Regions from separate parts of the Bos taurus genome. Here region 2 is linked to region 1. A link is a contact called in public Hi-C data. All regions are on one chromosome and are shown on one strand. Each heading gives the region's core, a stretch centred on a gene start, on an enhancer-like site or on the middle of the called end of the contact. The rest is flanking DNA. Distances are from core to core; before and after follow the strand shown. Region 1 overlaps XPO6 (exportin 6). Region 2 holds the start of XPO6 (exportin 6).

What was found. A called contact is a pair of places that touch in the nucleus more often than the background predicts.
Region 2: a Hi-C map of an unstated tissue shows a contact between it and region 1, with 2.6 times the contacts expected there. The contact joins the promoter of XPO6 here to the enhancer-like site in region 1. A contact is called at or near these places in 2 of 11 Hi-C or Micro-C datasets (liver and an unstated tissue).

Annotation. Positions count from the first base shown.
Region 1 is chr25:25,657,164-25,663,780 of ARS-UCD2.0, reverse strand. XPO6 (exportin 6) reads left to right here. Exons shown (of 24, transcript XM_024985303.2): 9 at 213-322. Among named protein-coding and RNA genes, the nearest start is that of XPO6, 67 kb to the left of the region's middle. Within about 2 kb of position 3,605, at least 21 of the 102 cell types and tissues checked have an H3K27ac peak or open chromatin away from gene starts, as enhancers often do. A contact at or near this core is called in liver, where this site is marked.
Region 2 is chr25:25,724,407-25,731,111 of ARS-UCD2.0, reverse strand. It overlaps XPO6 (exportin 6), which reads left to right and starts at 3,461. Exons shown (of 24, transcript XM_024985303.2): 1 at 3,461-4,067. The coding sequence starts at 4,065.

The DNA.
Region 1 (6,617 bases), core at 2,356-4,855:
TAATATGTTCCGTGGTAACCTTGTCTTGTTAATTCAACAGGGCCCAATCGTGAAGACCAAATAAAAGACACCAACTGTGGTTATTACTAAGAAGTCCAGGGAACCTAGGCTTATAGTTGTAGCGTTCTGGTGGAAGTAAACACTGGTGGGTGTGTTTCTAAGGAGTAGTTGCATTAAGTAATTTCATTGTCTGGATTTCTTTTGCACCATAGCCTACTCATGAAGGTTACTTCTCTTGTTTGGATATCTGGACGCTCTTTTTGGACTATCTGACAAGTAAAATTAAAAGCCGTCTGGGAGACAAGGAAGCAGTTCTCAACAGGTAAACCACAGAAACATCAATAACTAGAAATAGACATTTTGGTCAGTTTCTCTTGTGGCCTAGAGTCCGCCACGCAGTCAGACCGCTTTAGTGAAACCGAGTCACTTACGCTGTTCAGGTAGTAATGCCATTGAGCATTCTTTTCTTCTCTCCCCTTAGATACCTCATTTTTAAAAACATTTTTCTGATTAAAAAAGTAACATGTATTAAATTTTTAGGTATGATAATGCTTTTGTGGCCCCTTCTCCTCCATGACCCCTACTTTAGAGATATAAGTTGAAGTATTTATTGGATGAAATGATATGATGTCTGAGATTTGCTTTAAAATAATTCCCTGGGGCTAGTGAGGGAAGTGGGTTGACCATTTGTTGACAAGTGATGTTGAACTTAGTTGGTAGGAACTTGGAGTTCATTGTATCCTCACTTCTTTTGTATGTGCTTGAAAATTTCCTAAATAATGAATACTTATCAGGGAAAAAAGTATTTATTTTAAAAACTAGCAAAGATAGAAAAATAAAGATAAGTTGTCTATAATCCCACTATCCAGAGATAATTAGTTTTGTACTTCTTGTTATAGTTTAGAAACAGAAAATGGGGAAATGTTTTTTCCCCACGTTTCTCAAGACCATTTTTCTTGTTTGCAGGCAGAAAGTATGTTTCCTGTACACTGTGGTCCTTATATATGTAACTATTTGAAGCTAATATATCTAGAGTGTTCAGCACACTACAAATGCTCAGTAAATAGTATCAGTGGTGGATGGTGGAGACAGTGAATACATCTCTCCTAGAGAGGGCCAAGGAGAAGGCAATGGCACCCCACTCCAGTACTCTTGCCTGGAAAATCCATGGACGGAGGAGCCTGGTAGGCTGCAGTCCATGGGGTCGCTAAGAGTCGGGAACGACTGAGCAACTTCACTTTCACTTTTCACTTTCATGCATTGGAGAAGGAAATGGCAAACCACTCCAGTGTTCTTGCCTGGAGAATCCCAGGGACGGGGGAGCCTGGTGGGCTGCTGTCTCTGGGGTCGCACAGAGTCGGACACGACTGAAGCGACTTAGCAGCAGCAGCAGAGAGGGCCAAATGGAGGTGGTGAGGAGAACTCCCATCTGGGGAGAGTTGGACTGAACCTCTTAAAACTCTTTCCATCGCTGAGGCTTGAAGAGTTTTTAAAATTCTAAACGGTATTTGCATTCCAAGTTTAAGCTTTTGCACTTTCATTTCCCAAACTATTTTTATGATTGCAAAATAGCTTCCAGCTTGTTATGGTGTCAGGTCACATGTGGTTCTGGGTAGTATATTTGTGTATCAGAAACCTTCTTACACAACAGTAGATCCTGTTTTTGGTGAACTTGCCAACTGTGAGTAATTGTGTTGTTGAATGAGATTCTTCAAAGAAAAGGCGCTTCCGCCAGATTCTTTCTTGTATGCTGAGCAGTCGCATCCTTTGCTTCTGGGACTGTGCCTGATTTTGCTATATTTAAGTGGTTAGATGCTCTTTCACATCGCTCAGACTTTTTGGAAGAATAAGCTGAGGAAATGATCAGCACGAAAATGCTTTTAAAAGCACAGTACAAATGTGCTTTAGGTGAGGAGAATACGGTATTGTTCCACTGAGAGATACTTGCGCTGATTATTGCACCAATAGAAGGAGCAGTGGTGCAGTTTAAATTCCTTTTCTGCTTCATGGTAGCAGTGTTACTTTTGGTCAAGTCATATGGTAATCACATTTCCTCTTGCAAAACGAGCATACTAATACCTCTTGCAGAATGGCTGGGATTCAGGAAATCACGCATATAAAATAACAGGCATAGTGTCGATCACATGTGAGGCACTCAGTGGATGGTCACAGTAGTGACCACACAGTAATAATAAGTCATCGAAGACGTTGCTGTCGTTTGAGGTGGTGACTGTGGAGTTAAATGACAGGACCCCTGGACAACAGAGACTCCTCAGCCCACTTGCAGATGTTGACCGGCCTGCCTGCTCAGGCATCTGTCTTCACAGTTGTCAGCGGTCCTGGCTGACCGCTTTAAACACTAGGGATTTTTCTCATTGATCATTGGATTATTATCCTAAATAAGGCTCTCTGATTTTTCATGACTTAAAAAAAAAATACACATATAACACTTTCATACTTTTAAAAAACAACCCAAACGTTCAAAAGCTCGTCTGGTTTATGCCGTTAGTGGTGACCATCATCTGGGGGAAGCTTGTCAGTCTGACACCCCCTAGTGGTCAAAGGTAGTAGACTACAAAGAATGGTGTTCAAGGCAGTCTGCTGCGTGCTCAAAGAAAATAGCTGAACTCTGTGTTTCCTGTCACCTCTTAGGGAGCATATTTATAGAAGTACATACTCAAAAAATCTTAAAGTTTTCAAAGTTTGGCAACCACAGCTCTGGGTTATCTTAGAGATCCCAATATATTGAAGCAGCTGATAAAGAGCACTGGCTACAGATAATTACCTCATTGATTTTTAGTGAAGAGCTTGTCAATGCAGTCAAATGTTTTTCAACTGATAAAATATATCTGAAAGAAGGCAGGGGGCTTTTGTGACTTGAACCAGAATTTCAGAAGCAACTGGTCTTGCAGGAAGTAGTCAGATGTTTTCTTGGTGTCTTAAATGGGAGACGTAGGTGTGGTTAAGTCACAGAGACAGCATTCAGTTCCTGTCTCTTGTGGTTTATAGGTTTTGCATCATTCCTCACAACAAAGTGGTAGGCTTTGTAGGCTACAAATTTAGAAGTATAAATGTACATAGATTTATTTTTGGTCCTAGGAGTTTGGAAATTGGAGCTCCGCATGTTCCTTGCTCAATGAGGATGCTCAAGAATTTCTTGTTCAGGGCTGGTGGGGGCTTGGAGAACTTGAGTCGCATCGTTAACAGATAAATGTTCTGTAGTGCACCCAGCTGAACTGATTGCCAGTGGGGTTCACTGTCCAGATTTGCCATTTTGAATCAGTGGTGTCGGAAGACCTGAATTTCAGTCTCCTTTTCCCCTTTGTACTTTGGGAATGGTTGTGCCTACTTTACAAGTTCTTGAGCAAATTAAATGAACCAGTGTGTGTAAAGTACCTTGGCTGATAGTAGATGTTCAGTAAATAAGTATTCTCATCCTTTGTCTCTCTTTCTCTAACTTCCTTCTCTCTGTGCTTGTCAATGTGTAGGGAGACACCTGGGTAGAACTTCTTTTTACAGGAGGATGAGGAAACTTGAAGTGTGTTAAGCAACCTAAAGTTACTGAGTCATGTCCTGTGAACCCCTTTGTCATGAGAGTACTGGCAAGTGCTGGCCACAGACCTGCTAGGGATTCCAGGTGACATTAGATTGGACTGTAAACAAATGTGGGTAGGCGTGAGAAAACTTGCTGCCCTTTTCTTGTGAGCGGGTTTTTCTGCTTAGTAAAGAGGAAGTGCCATTGTGACACACAGCATTTTGATAGTAAAAGGTATTAACTAGGTTTATGTCAGGGCTCCAGTAGCTTTCTAGCTCTTCATACATGAAATTCATGCTGTTGACTGCCCCAGAGAGCAAGTGAATAGGATCTTAGTTATTTCACTGAGTTGAAAAAGCTATCCAGGATTGTGCTTCAGTGCTTTGTAGTTATCTGACTTGTAGGTTTGTTTGTTCATTGCCTGCATATTGATTCATTTGTTCTCTTTCATTCATCATACATTTACTAAGCAGCTGTTATGTAGTTGCCTTAACATAACATTTTATTTAACTCTCAGAAGAAGTTGGGGTGCTTCTGAAATCACATTTGTGGTTTGAGCCACACTGATCTGTAGGTTCATTTCCATTGTATATTTAAGCATTTAATGCTCTTAGTTTCCCTCTGAGCACTGCTTTAGCTTTATCTATCAAATTCTAATATGTTTTAGTTTCCTTTTCATTCAGTTTATTTTGTAATTCCTCTTGAGAATTCCTCTTTGGTGTTCAATTTCTAAATATTTGTGGATTTTCCCTGTGTCTTCTTGCTGCTGTCTTCTAGTTTATTATTATCTGCAAACATATTTTGTGTGATTTCAGTTCTTTTCAGTTTGTCAGGATTTGTTTTATGACCTGCTCTTCTTGGGGCTTATTCATTGTGCTTGAAAGAGTGTATGTTCTGCTATTGTTGGATGGAGTGTTCTAGATATGTTAGATCAGATTGATTGATTGTGTTCTACATGTTATCTTTTTATCTAGTTTGTTCTATCAGTTACTGAGAGAGGGGTGAATTCTCCCAAGTAAAATTGTGGATTTGTCTGTGTCTGCTCTCAGTTCTATCAGTTTTTGCTTCGTTTCTTTTGAGACTCTTTTGTTAGTTCTAGAGAAGGAAATGGCAACCCACTCCAGTATTTTTGCCTGGGAAATCCCATGGACAGAGGAGCTTGATGGATTACAGTTCATGGGGTTGCAAAAAGTCAGACATGACTGAGCAGCTAAACGACAACTGTTAATTTCACACAAATTTAGTTTTCCCTTTCACTGTATCTACTGAGTGACTGTATTTATGAGTTTTTAAAGTCGTTGCTCTGTATATTAAAATGAATATATATTTAACTTTTCGAGTTAACATATTACCACGTCAAGTGTAATATAGAAGCCTCACTACTTTTTTGCTCTCTCTCCTTGTATTGAGGTTGCCCTATATTTTCCATCTGTGAGCAATGAAAATCCCATCAGTGTTCTGTTTTTTGCTTTCATCCAGATTCATATTTTAAAGATCTTAAGAGAATCAACAGAGAAACAGTTGTTATATTTACCCAGAGATCTGCCAGTTCTCATGCTTTCCCTTCATTCTGAAGTTCCATGTTTCTGTTTTAAAATTAAGTAATTAACTGATTAATTTTGGGGGGCTGTGCTGGGTCTTTGTTGCTTTCTCTAGTGGTGGTGATTGGGCGCTGCTCTTCTTTGCAGTGTGCAGCCTTCTCGTTGCAGTGGCTTCTCCTGTTGCAGAGCAAAGGCGCCAGAGCACGCAGAGTCCAGTAATGGTGGCTCGTGGGCTCAGAAGTCGTGGTGCATAGGCTTAGCTGCCCCATGGCGTGTGGGATCTTCTTGGACCGGGGATTGAACCCGTGTCCTCTGCATTTGCAGGCAGGTTTTTTTTTTTAGAAAAACCTTTAAAAAATAATAATTTTATTTATTTAGTTCTGGCTGTGTTGGGTCTTTATTGCCGCGAGGGCTTTTCTCTAGTTGTGGCAAGCAGGGGCTACTCTGTAGCTGTGGTGCATGAGCTGCTCCTTGCCTCGGCTTCTCTTGTTCCAGAGCACGGGCTCTAGAGCATTCGGGCTTCATTAGCTGTGGCCTGGGGGCTCGGTAGTTGCGGTGCCCTGGGCAGGCAGGTTCTTAGCCATTGGACCACCAGGGAAGCTCCCAGGTTTCTTTCTGATTATCTTTTACCTTCTCGATTAGCCAGCTTGGGTTGCCATAATGAAATACCACTGACCGGGGTGCCTTAAACAATAGAAATTAATTTTCTCTTACATGTAGAGGATGGAGGTCATAGACGAGGGGGCTGGCGGATTTGGTTTCTGGTGAGGGCTCTCTTCCTGGCTTGCAGACGCTGCCTTCCCTTCATGTCGTCACATGGCCTCTCTTCTGTGCTTGCATGGGGAGGAGGGAGCGTGAGCACACTCCACTCCCTCATGTCTCTTTCTTTTCATGTAATTAAGGCCCACCCCACCCTTATGATCTCACTTAACTTTTATTACCTTTCACAGGCCTTATCGCCAAATACAGTCATACTGAGAGTTGGGGGCTTCAACATACGAATTTTGAGTGGACACAGTTCAGTCTAAAACACCCTCCAGCTGAAGACCCTCAAGAATGACGCTTATAATAGCTTGCTTTAAAAATCTTCGATAATTCCAGCATCTGTGTCATCTGTGACAGTTTGCTGATTGTCTTTCCCTGACGGGTGTTCAGTGTCTCCTCATTTTTTGTATGTCAGCTGTTTTAGAGCCCTGTACGTGTTTGTTCTGCCAGCTTTAGGCATGACTTCCATCTCCACAGTCACTGTATGGTCAAAGATGGGTGCTGAATCTGTAGACATCACACCCGTGATTCAGCCAGCAGGAGTAAAGGGGAGAGGTTGGACAAAAGCAGCTTTCCCAGAGGCCCCACCAAATAACTTCTTTTAAAATTTCCTTGACCACTCCTGTCTGCAGAGGAAGACTGGGAACTGTAGTCTTTCATTTGGTATCAGGGCCTCGTGTTCTCTTACTGGGGAAGAAGAGTGTTGGGTAGGCAGATGACAAATATAAGCTCCAGGCGCAAGTGTTTGAACTTAGCCTTTTTCTAAAGTCTACTGA
Region 2 (6,705 bases), core at 2,212-4,711, 67 kb before region 1:
GTTACCATTTTTGTTTAGCCTCACAACTACTTCCCCTACTATTGCTAGAAAAACTTATGAAAGTGTGTGTGCTCAGCTGCTCAGTCGCTTAATTGTGTTCGACTCTTTGCAACCCCATGGACTGTAGCCTGCCAGACTCCTCTGTTCATGGGATTTTCCATGCAAGAATACTGGAGTGGGTGACCATTTCCTACCCCGGGGATCTTTCCGACCCAGGGATCGAACTTGCATCTCCTGCACTGGCAGGTGGATTCTTTACCACTGTGCTACCTGGGAAGCCCAGAAGGTTTGTACCTATCTCTATCATAGCATCTCTCACACTGTGGTAATTGTTTGGTGGCTGTTTCCACCATGAGGCAGTGAACAGTTTGTCTGAATCTTATTCATTTTGGAAATCTTAGGTTTTGCAAAAGGTCTGACAGAAAGTTGATACTAACTGAATATTGAACAAATAGCAGAATGAATGAGACCAAGGCAGTAGCAATAGGAATGGGCAGAAGGAGATGGATAGGGGCCATCCCTGCAGTGCCAACAAAAGGTAACAGCAGCCTTAAATCTTTTTTTGGAATAGACACGCTTGAGATTAATATTAATAACAAAATGTTATTTAGTTGACTTGGACAAAATCCCTGGAGTAAAATTAATAATAGCTGTGATGTATTGTCTGCCTTATGTGCTAGATGTTTTGTGTACATTAAGTTTAATCTTCACTCTATTCTGGCAATGAAGGTATGATGGACATGGCGGTGATGCCAACAAATCCACTTTATTCTGGGGAATTGAAATCAGCCCCAGGGGAGGCTTCTTTAAGTCAGTCTTAGCAATTCCATCTTCCTCTACATGGCTAGTTCAGGGATGGGCAGGCCTGGGTCGATTAGGACCAGAAGTATAAAACTTACTGCCATGAGATAAGACATGGGAAAATATGCTCTCTCTCTTTTTAAAATATGCATTTATTTGGCTGTGCTGGGTCTTAGTTGTTGGATGTGGGATCTTTAGTTGTGGCATGTGGGGCATAGTTCCCTGACCAGGGATTGAATCCTGGTCCCCTGTACTGGGTGCTCAGGGTCAGCCCCTGGACCACTAGGGAAGTGCTCTCTCTTGCTGGATGTGAACAGGGAATTTTGTGGCCCTGGCTGGCACTGGCTGCCATCTTGAGGACAAGGCTGATACACCTAGGATGGCAAAGCCAAGAAAATCCTAGATTAATGGATCCAGGGCACCCATCACTCCCAGCCTGAAGCTGACTTATTTCTGGTTGTCCAGGTTTGCGAATTATGTGAGCCAATGTATGTGAGCCATACATCCATTTTTTGGCCATGTGGCATGTGGGATCTTGATTCCCTGACCAGGGACTGAACCCACATCCCCTGCATTGGAAGCACCGAGTCTTGACCACTGGACTGCTAGGGAAGTCCTGGCATACTTCTTATTGAGAGTGAGTTGACTTCCTGTTGTTTCATCTAATTACACAGTGAGAAAATTAAGACTTTGATAGTCTCTTGCTCAATATACCTCAGCTAGTGATTAAGAGCAGAGAAGGCAATGGCGCCCCACTCCAGTACTCTTGCCTGGAGAATCCCAGGGACGGGGGAGCCTGGTGGGCTGCCATCTCTGGGGTCTCACAGAGTCGGACATGACTGAAGTGACTTAGCAGCAGCGGTGATTAAGAGAGATCTTCCTGGGTGGCTCAGACGGTAAAGCGTCTGCCTACAGTGTGGGTAGATCCAGGTTGAATCCCTGGGTTGGGAAGATCCCCTGGAGAAGGAAATGGCAACCCACTCCAGTACTCTTGCCTGGAAAATCCCATGAAGGCAGGAGCCTGGCAGGCTACAGTCCATGGGGTCCAAAAGAGTTGGACATGACTGAGCGACTTCACTTTCACTTTCAGTGATAAGAGCTGGGTTTCCCACTCCAAATCTCTCATTCCAAAGTCTTGGCTCATTTCACTACACTGAGCCAAGACGGGGCAGGCCACTTGGCATCCATCCTGATTCATCTGTTTATCTTTTGAGATGGCTTCTCTTGTACATGCAGTTGGAGATTCTGTCCCCTCACTTTGCCTCGCCAACTATAACATGTCATTCAAGCCACAGGTAAATAAATGTCACTTCCTGACTGCCTCCCCATCCAAACCCCCAAGATTAGCTTAGATCCCTTGGCTATTAACCCTCAAATGGTTTGTATTTTTCTTCAATGCTCTTATTGCAATTAAAAGTGATGACTCATTTGGTAATACTTTTAAAATAATTCATCTCTCTATTCCATAAAGGCCCAAGTGTGTCTGCTTTATCAGCATTGAATCCTCAGAACAGTGGTTGTCACTTAGTGGGCAACAATAAATATTTAATGAAAGAATAAATGAAAGCCATTGCTTTCTGTGGCCTTGAGTTATATCAGCAGTCCTCCAAGGGTGATCCCTGGACCTGGAGCATTAGTATCACCCAGGAACTTTTTAGAAATGTAATTTATGAGCTTCTACCGATTAGACAGGGAGGCCTGGCGTGCTGCGATTCATGGGGTCGCAAAGAGTCTGACATGACTGAGCGACTGAACTGAATTGAACTGATGAGCTCTGGGAGTGGGGAAGGGCAATCAGTGTTTTAACAGGCCCTCCAGGTGATTCTAGTTCATGCTGGAATTTGAAGGCCACTACACAGATTTGGTCCAGCTCATGACTAGCCGCACCTCTACTGCTGGGCATTGTTTCTTGCTTCTATTTGTTAAAGTCAGTACTTTCACAAGTAAAGTGGGTTGGAGGATAGAAACAGGAACCGGAACCTACCACATCTTTGCCTTGTTAGAATCTCTGCAGTTGCTGTTCCTTAACTTTGATCACGCTGGCGGCTATTGACTTTATCCTCAGGCTTGTTTACATTTCCATTCCTCCCTTCCATGTTCTACCTGGGGCCCCTGTGTGTTCGTTCGTTCATAACACTCACAACACTTCTCGTTTCTTACAATTAATTTATTCACTTGCTTGCTACTTGCTGCTTATCTGCCTCCTTGAGTGCAGGGACTACAGCGATCTTGTTTACTGTACTAGTCCTGGCATCCACAGCTGAGCCTGGTCCACAGCAGCTAAAATGACTGTGGGCTGAATGGATGTAAATTCCACAAGGGAAGAGGCTGCGTGCCACCGACTTCTAGCCGGGTGCTGGGCAAATAGAAGGTGCTCCTTGAAGATGGGTGGAATGAATGAGCTCAGGAAATGAAAGAGAAACCGCCCCTTTACCAAGATGGCAGGGCCAGTTCCCTTTACCAACATGGCCGCTTGCCCGCGTGGACCGGCGGAGGGCGGCGGGCGTGGGGCGGGGCCGGGAGGGGGCGGGGCCAGAGGGAGCCGTCAGGTGCGGCCCCGCCCCGCGCCCCCCAGCCCCCGCCCGCTCGATTCCGGATTGGTCCGGTTCCAGCGCCGCAGCCCGGCGGCCGCGCAGTGGGGCCGCGCCGAGCGCTCGCCACTTCCGGCGCGTTGGGGCTGTTGGTCGGGGGCGGCCGCGCAGCGCGAGCAGGCAGCTCCGGGGCGGGCGCGCGCAGGGATGCTCCGGGGGGCGGCGGCAGCGGCTGTGTGGGCTGAGGCGGCAAGGATAGCGTGGGCTCCCGGGCCTTTCCCCTGAGTCGACCGCTCGGACTGCGCCGCCCAGGCCCTTTCAGCCTCCGCCCCTTCAGCCTCCGGGCCGGGCCCACCGCCGCTTCTGAACGCGGGGGCCGGGGAGACCCTGCCTGGGCCCGGAGCCTCCCCTCGGGGGTCGGGCCCGGGCGGGGGGCCCCGAGCCGCTGCCCTCCTCGTCAGCCCTCCGAGCCCCATTTCCTGCTTTTTTCAGTTTCTTTGGGGAGGGGCGGGTGGGTCTGGATGAATTGTTCCGGGGGTCCCCGATGAGGCGGGCCGGGGGGCCGCGCTCTTTTTAGAGGGTCCCCGCGAGGCTCAGGGGTGGGGAAGCGGTTGTCTTTGCATGGGCGGGGGACTTCCCGAGCCTGCCGGGACCATGACCTGAACTGTGCAAGCCGGACGTGTCCGAAGCCCGAGAGCCAGCTCACCTGAGCCGCCCCCTCCCCCGGCCAGCATGGTAAGTGGGGTCGGAGCCCCTTCCTTCCCGGGTGCCAAGTCTGAGCGGTGGGAGCGGGCCCGGGACTGCTGAGCCATCGCTTCTCCCTGGGGCGGGGAGAGGCGCGTGCCGAGTACGGCAGTGACACATGCGTGCAGGGTTTGCAGCCGGGCTCTGAGCTCCCATCCCCCCCCAAACCCCCCCTCCACCCCGCCTCCCGCCCCAGGGATGGTTCAGGACTGGGAGGGACCTGGACGCAGACACAACCCTTGAATCTGTTGTTTGCCTCTCGTACATTGTAGCTCATCACGACAGTAGCTAACAATTCTGTGCTAAGTGATTGACATGTGTTATTTAATTAGTACACCAGCCTTGTGTTCTGAAGTGGGGAGACTGAGGCACAGAGCAACTAAATATCCAGCTCAGGGTCACTCTTTAAGTGACAGTGGCAAGGTTTGAACCTAGTTTGATTTCAGAGCTCCTAGTAGAACACACTTGACAGAGTTGGAGTGGATCTTGTTTTAGCCGGCTCAGTCGTGTCCGACTTTTTTCGACTCCATGGACTGCAGCCGGTCAGGTTCCTCTATCCATGAGATTCTCCAGGCAAGAATACTGGAGTGGGTTGCCATCTTGGTATAAGCTTATATACAGGGCAGCTGAGAGGGTTTGTGGTTTGCAAAGGTCACTTACCTAGATCATTGCAAAGTCAGGAACTGTACTCTGTTGACACTCACCCTGCCTGCCTGTCTACTACATGCTCTGACCTTTGCCCTGGAGTGCCTGGAGATCGCTTCATCTTTCCAGATCTGGTTCAGAAGCCACCTCTTCTGAGGATAACATTCCATATTTTCCAGGCCCAAAGGCACTCTCAGTACTTCCTGAGATTTGTGCACATCTGTTTTTTAGCATTTGTCTTGTTGGAGTGATTATTTCTGAGCCGTAGTAGTCCATTGTGGTGGACTCAGTTCCCTCAAAGGTGAAATTGTCAGAATTTTTATCTTCTCTGGCTCTTGGTACATAGTAGGCCCACGGAAGATGCTTGAGACGTCAAGTCTGTGTTTGAGCACCTCCAGTTATAGGTTGCCCATTTTATCTCTGTCACGTTAGGGGTTTAGTAGAGAAAAGGAGGCCGTGACATTGTCTGTGATAATAGCTCTTCAGGCCAGCGTGGTGTTCTGAACGTTGGAGTGTCCTGTAGGTGATGTGTTAGGTCTGGGGCAGAGAGAGGAGACCTAAGCTGTAGCCCTTGTCTTCATGGTGCTTATAACCAGTCAGATAAAATGCACCATTAATGCCAGGCAGCACTGTATGGTGTTGCCTGTACCATGCGTAGGTAGGATGGATAGTGGCAGATCAGTTAAGCTTTTTGAGTCCCAATGTCCTCAGCTGTAGAATGTGGAGACAGGAATTCTCTAATGAACAAAAGTATGAGGTGTAACACTGAATGAATGATGATAGTAGTATTCAGTGGGCCTTCATTGATTCTTTCAATGAATTAAAAAAAAATGGTGGTAAAATATAGGTAACATGAAATGCACCATTTTAACCATTTTTTTTCCCCCTTTATCTTACATGCATGGGCTTAGTTGCTCTGTAGCATGTGGGGTCTTCCCGGACCAGGGGTGGAACCCGTGTCTCCTGTATTGGCAGGTGGATTCTTTACCACTGAGCCACCAGGGAAGCCCCATTTTAACCATCCTTAAGGGTAAAGTTCAGTCACATTAAGTACACTCATATTGTGTCCATCCCCAAAATTATTTTCATCTTGTAAAACTGAAACTATACCCATTAAACAGAAACTCCCAGTCCCTTCTTCTCTGTCCCCTAGTGACCACGCTTCTACTTGTCTCTCTGAATTTAACTACTGTATAAGCCTGCATATAAGTGGAGTCGTGTGGTTTTTGTTTTTCTGTGACAGGCTCATTTCACTTAGCGTAATGTCTGCAAGGTTCATCTGTGTTGTAGCATCTGTCAGGATGTCCTTCCTTTTTATGACTGAATAATATTCCATTGTGTGTGCTGCCCACATTTTGTTTATCCGTTCATCTGTTGATGGACACTTGGGTGTCTTCCACCTTTTGGCTATTGTGAAAAATGCTGATATGAACACGGGTGTACACATCTTTTAATGAATTTAAGTGGCCATCATATGCGAGGCTCTAGCAAATGTCAGATAAACAAGACAGACAGGTACCTTCTCTCAGGTAGCTGACAACATTGCCTTAGAACATTTGGGCAGAATTTTACTGTGTATCGACTTAGCTGGCCGAGCACCCTTGTATTCAGGTTTCATTTTAATTGGCAGTCAGGAGAGCGTTATGAAAATAACCACCTTTGAGCAATTAATTGTAAAGTAGTTGACTTCATGATCACCATTTACCATTTTTTTCTGAGATAACTTTTGAGTCAAGTTTTTTGTAACCTTCCCCTCACTTATTTTAGCACACAGTGGGTGACCACAGCGGATGTGAGGCCAATAGGACTGTCAAATCGTGTCCTCTTTGCAGCACTGACCCCAGGGGTTTGTCTCCTTAGGTATCCCAGGTTCAGGGGTGTGGCTGGGGCAGGCCTTGACCCCGACTGCAAGGAAGCTGTTGCCTGGTTTGTGTCTCATTTGAGGGGAGGGATCACAGTTCTTTATTTGTTCCAGAAACTCTTT